Linked DNA regions of Anser cygnoides: region 2 is linked to region 1. The links are chromatin contacts, called in public Hi-C maps. All regions are on one chromosome and are shown on one strand. The core of a region is the stretch at or near the end of the contact, and the rest is flanking DNA. Distances in the headings are between cores, read along the strand shown. Region 1 overlaps MYO16 (myosin XVI). Region 2 holds the start of IRS2 (insulin receptor substrate 2).

Region 1 (5,440 bases), core at 174-2,673:
CCAATACAGATAACTGCATAAAGTATCATATTCAGCCATGTAAACAAGTAATCAAACAAACTTATAATTGAGGAAGCAATTTGAAACATTCCAGGAATGACCAGTGAGCAATAAGGACTCAAGTGTCAGTTTCATGCAATCACAAAATGCATTAAATGATGGCATTATGGTTCTATTATGGATTTGAATTTGAACAGATAATGACACAGCTATTAGTTTATAATGGTAATCATACCTGCCAGTCTCATCTTGATTTTGGAGGTAGCAGTTGATTGTGTTGACTAGAAAGCTAAATAAACGACCATATAGAGATTTTGCCAAGAGATCCCGATAAAATTCTGCAATCTCTATAGTGTGCCTCCGTACTATCGTGTCTCCTAAGAGAGAAATCAGAAAATGGAAATAAAACAATTTGTAAAGCTTGCTTTAAGTAATTTTAGTTACAATAAGTCCTCCCATCCATTTTACTTCTTCTTTGCCACAGCTAAACATGGTGCTAGTTTCTTTCTGAAGCCTCCAGTGACAGATGAAAGACTATTAACACTCACAAGATCTTCAGCTTGGAAACATGAACTTCTTTTCAATAGAAAAGGGTATGGTTATTACACACAACTAGCATTTTACTGAAAAAAACTTCTTCAAAACTTGTGTTTTTAGGGACACTCCTGTTGACTTTAGTTCTTAGTATTAACAACTAATCTGTCATCTTGACATACTTGTAAGATTAATAAAGCTAGGAGTCCACCAGTGTCTGACTGCAAAGCTCCTTCGCACCATGTTATAAAGACAGTTCTAATTCAGTAGTCTGATCTGACATATTGCATGGTGGATAATCCTACGTATTCCTCAGAGAGAGGAATTTATTTTTCATGAGACCATGAAAAATAAAGAACAAAAATTATCTGCTTTTAAAACTCTCAAATCAGAAGGATCAAAATGACATCAGGTCTGATCTATGAGAATGTAAGCTTGGAAAAGATTACCTTTAAAATACTGGACATCAGTTGTTAAGGCTGAAGCGAGCTCATCTGGTGAAACCTGCAGCATCCCTGCCACTGAAACGAAAAGAGAATTTTAAAAAAGCTTTAAAAAATTTAAAGAATTTGTGCTGGACTGTATATTTCATTTTTATAACAGATTTTCTTATGTAGATGTTATTTTTTGAACAGTGAAAGAACCTACACATTAAAGAAAAGAGCGCTGTCACAGGAGTAATCAGAATTAATGAACATATAAAAATGTATTACTATAATCAGCACTTTGTGAAGTTGGACTGTATCTGTATATTACATTACAGCTTTCTTTCCTCTTTAAAGATTACTCAGGACTTTCCACAGCGCTTGGCAGACTTTCTCTCCTATTACAGTTAAGGTATGCTATTTATTGACAATCTGTATCCATAAGCCACTTTGAGGAGATTTATTAGTGACCAACAGGGCAAACTTCAAAGCATGAAAGCATGAGACCTTCTTAAGACACAGATTTTGAAAGGAATTTGATTCAATGCAAATTGTTCAGCTGTTGACGAGCAGCACAAGAGTGTTTTAAAAGAGGGCTGCACAAAGTGCACTGAACAACTTCTTTTGGCAAATGACACCATTAAATCTGACATTGAATTGGATAATTCGCAATCCTAGCATTTTATTTAGTCTCATAAAAATCTGGAGTTTATAAAACATCCAAGTTGATTGGGTGCTTGTCTTCTCACAGCTCCAGAAGCTGGCTGTCTCCCTGGAGCTGGGTTTCCATCTGTCGGTGGCTTGACGCAACCTCCCTGTTGCGGGGCCAAGCAGGCAGTGCCAGCAGGTTGTGTCCCACTGACCTTGCTCCAGCAGCTGCAGGTCCGACACAAGTGCTGTCTCGGCGTCTGTCAGAGCCGTAAAACTAATGTCTCCAAGATGCAGAATTGCTGAGAGAATCACAAACAGGTTCTCCACCTCCTGCACGTAGTTCATGCACAATTAAAGACAAAGAAGAGATTTGTTGGGCACACTGGTGAAAGGCAATGCTCTATCAAAATGCACATTCCAGTAGTTTTTATCCTTGGCATTTGCTAAATTAAAAAGTATTCATGAAATAACTATTAACAGTAACATTTGGATTTACAAATCAAACTGGAACCCATTTAGGACCTAAAACAACAAGATTACCTTTTTAACTTTTGTTTTGATGTAAATCACATTAGCTACTGATTTTAGAAACTTTTTTACAGTGTGTGAAAAAACACTGAGATACGTTTACTGGATGAACTATTTCTGCAAAAAATAAATATATCTTCTCCACAGAGAATTTCCGTTAAGACAAATTCTGTATCTGGGTCTGTTTTTTCCTGCAAGGTCTGTTTTTTCCTTAGCCAAGTGCATTCACAAGCAAAGTGTCTAGCTTTAAATTATATCAGGTTCCTGGTAGTAAAAGCTGTAGTTAAGATTGGAAAGAAACAAAAGCAACCCCCTTGCTCACACGCTTACCCACCATGATTGCATGCTATCTTCAGATGTCTCTAATGTCCTGAAGCAGTTATCGTTAAGGGCTATTTTTTTCCTGCCCTCATTATTACCACACCAAGAAGAAAGTGAATGTTTTTGTTTCTTTGCTTGTTTTAATGTTTTTAAATTCAAGGAAAAAAAAAAGAGCTAAGACATTAAAAACATGTGTTCTTAATTTAAAAAAAAAATAAATCAGTTATATAACAATGGTGCTCCTTTAAAAATATAAAACAGGAAATCTGATATCCACCATATTATTGCATGACATTATGTATAGCAAAGCTACTTGATAACTCTTACTTGAAATATTTTTTAAAAATATAATATTTAGAGCCTGATTCTACTGAAACAGTAGAACTGACAGCAAGAAGTCCCACTTACTGCAATTTGCAGGGTAAGATTAAAAAATACACTGCAAATGAAACATTTAGCCAATATATCCCCTCTACTCTCTAGTGACTGCAATGAATTCTGAACACATTAAAACCAAGCTTGGACAACTTTTCATTTGTTTGCAGAAGCTACAGGTAAAAAAAAAAAAAAAATGCTTAAGTATTTCTGTGAAACAGACTACAGGGCATTTGATAGTTTGATTCCTGAAATTATAATTTAAGACGAGAACTTCAGTCTCGCACTATGTGAGATAGATGTACGTAGGGCAACAGTATATTTTTCTGTTACACAATCCCAAAGTTGGAGATTAAAAAAGATATCAAAACAAGATATCAAAACAACCCAATACGTTGTTGCCCTTTTTTACAGGCAAACTCTGAATAAGATAGCTCTTACCACAGATGAGTTGCCACACTAATCTGGCATTCACGCTAGGATGATACACCCTGCTTCTTGCTCTTAGGCAAGATCGAATGCCATATTAGTAAAGCATAGTTCTTGCTTGTTAACTTGTTCAGAACTGGTTTGGGAATGACTGTACTGCACTGACTTGCAGGAGGGGGAAAATAGCTGTTTATTTTGGTGGTTTTGGTAAGGCCTCAGGTTTAGTTGAGGTTCCAGAGTCTCAAACACTTTTGCATTGTGTTCTAAGACGCATGTTTCCTCGACTTTAAGACAAGTTATTTTATAGACATTAAGGTACTTTGTGGGATTCCATCAAAGACTGTTTAAGAATGTTTATGTTGTTCTTCAAAAAGATAATCTACTCTATTATTGAATGTGACTAGACAGTAAAGGAATAATACACACAGACCTCTCCATGTATCTCAGAAGTAATGGGTAGTAATTTCAGGAGACACGTTTTATCTACATTATTTCTTTCTAATATCCAGCACAAGAAATCAGCCTGCAGTACTCTGGTACTCCACAGATATCTAGTTCACTAAATGATTATTCTCATGCTACTTGGATATAGAAGAGTCTTGAAGCTGGTTTACGCTTCACTGAGATGCAACATACCTTCCTTTCAAGAACTCTAGAGGGTGGTGAGGCCCTGGCACAGGCTGCCCAGAGAAGCTGTGGATGCCCCATCCCTGGAGGTGTTCAAGGCCAGGTTAGATGGGGCTTGGAGCAACCTGGTCTGGTGGGAGGTGTCCCTGCCCATGGCAGGGGGGTTGGAACTTGGTGATCTTTAAGGTCCCTTCCAACCCAAGCCATTCTATGATTCTATGAACTCTAAGCAAAGTGAAGTGCTGGATCCCAAATACTCCATTTTTTTTGTACAGTGTTCTCAGACAGTTTCTGCAGGCTTCCAAACGTGATTTGTTCTGCATTCTATTATTTAGTTATGAGATGAAGCCTTTCATTAATGGAACAGGAAGATTAATCAAAGAGCTAGAGATGAGCTATCATCTGTGAACACCGGGCTAAATGCTGGATTATTGGAAAAGCATGGAACTTCTGCTACTCAATACTACAGGTGCAGAGCTTGAGACTTAGAAGTAAAGAATAATTCTGTTAAATATAGCCATATGTGTTCCACTTCATACATAGCCACATGAATATTCATGGAGGGGAAAAAAAAAAACAACCATTGTTTCTTTATATTAAAAGGTGGCATAGGTTACCAAGGAACATTTGTTACTACCTTAACTAGGGAATACCAAATAACTATATGATGCACAATCACTGCAGAAGTTACTCTAGCTCACACCTCAATAACAGCTTCAACACAGGGTCACAATTTTTTTGCTGACGATCCTTTTTTATTACAAGCTTTGCCCATCTGTCATCTCTTATGATAATCCAGCATACTGTCACATAAACTTTTCCCCAGCTTTTTTCTTATGCTGCTAAATATCATGTAGGGGTGAAGAAAAGAAGTTTATACTTTTTTCTTAAATTACTGTTGCTTACATATTTGTTTTGCAGAAGTGTCCCAGCTACAGTGTGCTAGATAGCATATATATATATAGAGAGAGATAAATATATAGATATATAAAATATGGAGAGTCTGTTAAATATTCTAGTATCCTGAAGGGAATTACACAGTTTATATGAGCTCTTATACTCAGCCGTCCATTTCTTCTGATTCCCTTCACACCTCTGTCCTCCAGAAGCTTTTCTTGATGAACTTTCCAGAATATCTTCTTCATGAGCATTTTAGGATTGAAGACAAACATCAGACCTATCTTCTTGTTGCTTTCTGGGGGTTAAGCCAACTCTTTCAAGTTACCCTGCTCTAATTTTATTTGATAAATATATATTTACTTCTTTTCAGGTGTTGCTAGCAAAGGCATTTGGAATGTTTGTTTCACAAAATTAAAAGGGACAGGAAGATAATCAGGAAGGGGAAAAAATCCTGCGCGTTTTATGAGTTTTCTGTCATATGGGATTTAATTGTTTCTTTTTATCTATATAATTTAATTGTTCAGAGCATTATACCTTGAAGCTGTTTTGTGAATCTTTAAGAATGAAAAAGATTTACATTGTTGGTGTTGTGTATAATTAAAAGCGATTACAGTAATTTCCCTGGAGTGAACTAGTACTGTAAATTGTTT
Region 2 (5,037 bases), core at 2,375-4,874, 390 kb before region 1:
TAAGGTTATGAAATGTATAACCAGAATGACACTGTATCAGAAGTATGCAAACAAATGTACAAGGGAATAAACTGACTTCACCTGTTTATGTAGAAGTTCAAGGACATCAAAATATAAATCACTCTATTTTGTTGGAACAGATAACTGTACTCCAGATAGCACAAGAAAGTGTTGCTGACGCACATAATCTTTCTCTACACTTTTCCCATGGCTTGACTACCATCAGCTTTGTGATCCTGGCAACAGGTAGGAGGCAAGAGCCAAGCCAAACATCGAGCACATCCCTTTCAACTCTTGCTCCTTATCCTCAAACGGAAAGATATTTCAAAATGAGATTTAGACTAAGAACAAACAAAAATGAAGCACAGGACAAATTCTGGAATTCAACCGACTCCTGCATCCTGCCTCTCAGAAGGTTTTGAGTAACCTGGCTGCGATCTGGAGCAATATTTAAATATACCTACATATTCATAGCGCCCGGTGCTCACAAAAAATGGATCCTGCATGTGCTGGGCTTGTAGAATCAAGCTTCCCCATGTACCTAAAAACAGCTGCACGTCCCTAGAGGTAATACTTTTATCTGACCAGGTGCAGGCAACATTTAACTACTGTTCCAGCAAACAGCCTGCCCAAGCAAAATTCACTCACAGCTTGCGAAGTTCATTGCCTGCAAATCACAGTTGCTGGCCACTGTTTATCATCTGTCCATATAGTTTAGTAACCAAAACACAGTCTAAACACATTTATAAATAAATTAAATGATCACCTGTCTTCTTTTGACATATAAGGACCCCAGATACTCAAGGAGTGGAAGCATGACATCAGTAGGGCTCCGTGCTGGCAAAACTGTATTTGGTATATCTAAAGACAGCTTCATAAGTAAGGTTGGTGTAGCCCTTTCTTGGCATGTCCCTGCCAGTTGAGGGTGGAAGGAGTAACATGTTATGACTGACATAACTGTGAGCAAATGCCCCTAACACAGATAGTCCATTTTGATAAGTCTGACCATTACCTAACACAGCTTATTTTTCTTGGAGGAAAAAAAAAGAGATGGCTGGAACACGGTATGCTGGCAAAAGCACAGTTTAGCAGGCATGAAAGTTGTTAATATGAGCACTATTTTGTTGGTCTACTTCATATATTGGCAAAGCATTCCCAGAAGAGACTTCAAGCTAGAAGATAAATGTGTTGAAACAGAGATGGGGCAGGGTGATATGACAGAAGAAAAGGAATGGGAGAGGTAAAAGAAAATTGTTTTTTCTTTCATCATGATGGAATTATTCTTTGGAGATGATCTAAGCAAACATCCTCTGGCAAATCTACTGCAGTTACTGAAGATGCTGCTGTCCCTATTTGCCCACCCCTGTGTTCTTCCTGAGATGGCTCAGTGGAACAAGAGAACAAGTGCTATGCTTCAGCCACCCAGATTCATAGCCTGCCTCATTGAAAGCCCGCAGAAATTAAAGCTAGTATGCTACACGACACATGGAAATAGCTGAAGTATAAGACATGCCAGCCTGTAGGAACAGTGAACTGTGGCCGAGAGGTGGGATGGAGCAGTGGTGCTAGTCCGTTTGTTTCAATTAAATGCCCCTGTAATTACACTGAAATGACTGGGAAAATTTTCCAGAAGGGGATATAGTTTTGAAAAACAATTCAGAGGAGTTCAAACTCTGAATGAGGAAGACCACCTATGTAAACTAGGGTCATTCATTCAAGAGGGTCGGTCATGCAACAATAGTTGTGTTTTTGTTGTTGTTGTTGTTGTTGTTGTTTTTTACCTGAAGTTTATGCACACCTGAGAACCACTTCCTGTGCTTTGTACCAGTTATACACGAAAAACAAAAGAAAACCAACCAAACAAAATAGGGGAAAAAAAGCTTGTTATGCATCAGCCACTGCTAAAATTAAATGATACAGATACTCTTTATATCAATGTCAATATAGAAATCAATCCTGAATGCTAGTCTATCTCAATGCCTGTCATACAAATTGTTTGCTTAGTTCTGCAGCTAGTCATTACATCAAAACGTTTATTGAACGCGTTGTAATGACTTACATATATGTAAATACCATTTAGAGAAATGAATATTCATCTTCTTTAGCATGTCAGATGTAAGAATGCGTGCGTAAGGTCACCGCGTGTATTTCATAAACGTCTGGAAAAATCTTTCCAAATTTGCAAGGGGTTTCCAGACAAATGACTCCTGACAGTGTTTACGGGCCCAGATTGCTCGGAGCGGCAAGAAATGGTTCACCTAACTCCCCTGAAGCCTGCAGCTGACAGCCTGTCGGTAGCACAGCCACTACGCCTGCTTTTCCATACGAAACCTTCCGCGTTGAGGTCTGCTGTGCCATCACGACGCGTCATCTAAATTTACAATTCCCTACCTCTTCCATGCATTTTCCAGACACAGGAGCCGGCGCCCGTTGCCAGGACAGCAAACAGGGTCAGGACGGCTTGCTTTCGGCTGGGGCGCGGGGAGGCGGCGAGGACCTTGCCCAGGGTGACCCGGTGAATCAGCAGCGCACGGCGGGCGCCCTGGGGAGAGAGGTCAGGGCCTCACACCTCCACCGCCTGCCTTTCTCCCCCTGCTTCCCCTTCCCCAAGAAACAACCCAAACCCCGCCACCTCCCAGCCAAGACCCAGCGTCTCCCGGTGAGGCGGCGGGAGAGGCCCTCCTTCAGCAGCCGCTTCATGGCAGCCTCCCAGCATGACGAACCACCACGGTGGTCTTCCCCAGCCTCTCCCCCTCCTTCCCTCAGCTGCTCATTTCCAAAGGAGGCTGCGGGCGGCCCCGCATCGCTTTCTCTCCCCCTCCATCCCCTTTATTCTTTCTTTTTTTTTTATATTTGCGCGACCGCAGCCTCACTTTTCTCCCCCCTGGGGTGCGTACAAGAGGCAGGGGCACCCCCACCCGGGGAACGGGGGTGCTCGGCGTGAGCCCCGCGGCGTAAAAACGGATTTATCGCATTAAACAGTCCCCGCTCCAGGCGGCGTTTCCCCGCCGCACGCAGATAACGGCGGAGGAGGGAAGGAGAAACTGGGGGGGGGGTGGGGGGGCGTGAGGTGGGCGCCGCTCTGCGTGCGTGCGTGGGGAGGGCTGACGCACACACACGCGTGTGAGTGTGTGAGCGCGTGCGGAGCCAGGAGGAGGGGCGGTGGGCACACGCACACGCCCGGAAGCTCGGCTCCGGGGGCCCGCGGCGGGCGGGGCGCCGCCACCTGACGGCAGCCCCCCGGGACGGCGAAGGGGTGCGGAGGGGCGGCCGGCGAGCCCACGGGCACCGTGCCCCTCGCCCCGCCGCCGCCGCCGGCTCCTCCGCCGCGCTCCCCGCGTCCCGCCAACGGTCGCAACGGTCCCTGAGGCGGGCACGCTCCGGGGGCGGGGCGCGGCCGGGTCCCGCCGCCGCGGGCGGCGCCTGAGGGGAGCCGGGGGCCGTGGGCGGGAAGGGGCCCGCCGCCGGGGGCGGGGGGAGGCGAGGCGCCGGGCGGCCAATGGCAGCGCGCCGCCTCTCCGCTTAGCGCCCGCCCCGCCGCGCGATTGGCCGCGGCGGCCGCCGCTCGCGCGGCGCGGCGGCCAATGCGGGGCGGCGGCGGCGGCGGCGGGGTCCCGCCCCGTCTCGGTGTGTGAGCGCCTCGGTAACTCGGCGGTCACGTGTTGTTTTGCTCTTTAGTTGGGGCACTCGGTGCGCGATGCGTTACTCACTGCCACGCTCCCGCCGGCGCAGGCAGCAGCGGCAGCGCGAGCAGCACCGGCAGCAGCCCGGCGCGGTGGGAAGCGCTCGCAGCGGCAGCGGCAGCAGCAGGAGCAGGAGGAGCGCCGCCGCCGGCAGCCCAGCCGGGGAAGCCGGGGCAGCACCAGCCGCCGCTGCCGCCTCCTAGCGCGGTGTCCCCGCTGCGGGCGCCCATCCCGGCCCGGCGCGGGCAGCGAGCCGCCTCGGGGCCGGGGATGGCGAGCCCCGCCGTGCTGGGTCCGCCGGGCTCCCCGCCCGGCCCCAACCTGAACAACAACAACAACAACAACCAGGGCGTGAGGAAGTGCGGCTACCTGCGCAAGCAGAAGCACGGCCACAAGCGCTTCTTCGTGCTGCGGGGCCCGGGCGGCGGGGAGGAGGCGGGGGGCGCCCGGCTGGAGTACTACGAGAGCGAGAAGAAATGGAGGAACAAGTCCGGGGCGCCCAAGCGGGTGATCGCCCTGGACTCGTGCCTCAACATCAACAAGCGCGCCGACGCCAAGCACAAGTACCTCATCGCCCTCTACACCAAGGACGAGTACTTCGCCGTGGCGGCCGAGAACGAGCAGGAGCAGGAGGGCTGGTACCGGGCGCTCACCGACCTGCTCAACGAGGGCAAGGCGGCCGGGCAGGGCTCGCCGCGCCGCCACCTCCCGTCGCCCTTCGCCGCCTCCTGCAGCGCCGCCGCCGCCTCCTCCCTGGCGGCCGCCGGCGAGGAGCTCAACTACGGGCTGGTCACGCCGGCCGCCGCCGCCTACCGGGAGGTCTGGCAGGTGACGCTGAAGCCCAAGGGCTTGGGGCAGAGCAAGAACCTCACCGGCGTGCACCGGCTGTGCCTCTCGGCCCGCACCATCGGCTTCGTGCGCCTCAACTGCGAGCTGCCGTCGGTCACGCTGCAGCTGATGAACATCCGCCGCTGCGGCCACTCGGACAGCTTCTTCTTCATCGAGGTGGGGCGCTCGGCCGCCACCGGGCCCGGCGAGCTGTGGATGCAGGCGGACGACTCGGTGGTGGCGCAGAACATCCACGAGACCATCCTGGAGGCCATGAAGGCGCTCAAGGAGCTGTCCGAGTTCCGGCCCCGCAGCAAGAGCCAGTCCTCGTCCTCCTCCTCCTCCGGCGGGGCGGGCGGCGGCGGCGGGGCCGGCGGCTCCTCGGCCACCCACCCCATCACGGTGCCCGGCCGCCGGCACCACCACCTGGTCAACCTGCCCCCCAGCCAGACGGGGCTGCTGCGCCGCTCCCGCACCGACAGCCTGGCCGCCGGCCCCAAGTGCGCGCCGTGCCGGGTGCGGACGG

Evidence for each region. Hi-C and Micro-C count contacts between places; a contact is called where the count stands out from the background.
Region 2: a Hi-C map of liver shows a contact between it and region 1, with 3 times the contacts expected there. The contact joins the promoter of IRS2 here to the enhancer-like site in region 1. A contact is called at or near these places in 2 of 7 Hi-C or Micro-C datasets (both in liver).

Annotation. Positions count from the first base shown.
Region 1 is chr1:148,837,459-148,842,898 of Taihu_goose_T2T_genome, reverse strand. MYO16 (myosin XVI) reads right to left here. Exons shown (of 35, transcript XM_048077901.2): 18 at 1,823-1,940; 19 at 984-1,055; 20 at 236-377. Among named protein-coding and RNA genes, the nearest start is that of MYO16, 260 kb to the right of the region's middle. Within about 2 kb of position 1,423, at least 2 of the 3 cell types and tissues checked have open chromatin away from gene starts, as enhancers often do. A contact at or near this core is called in liver, where this site is marked.
Region 2 is chr1:149,233,749-149,238,785 of Taihu_goose_T2T_genome, reverse strand. IRS2 (insulin receptor substrate 2) reads left to right here and starts at 3,624. Exons shown (of 3, transcript XR_010827027.1): 1 at 3,624-5,037. LOC106044456 (a long non-coding RNA gene) reads right to left here and starts at 3,295. Exons shown (of 3, transcript XR_010827033.1): 1 at 2,392-3,295.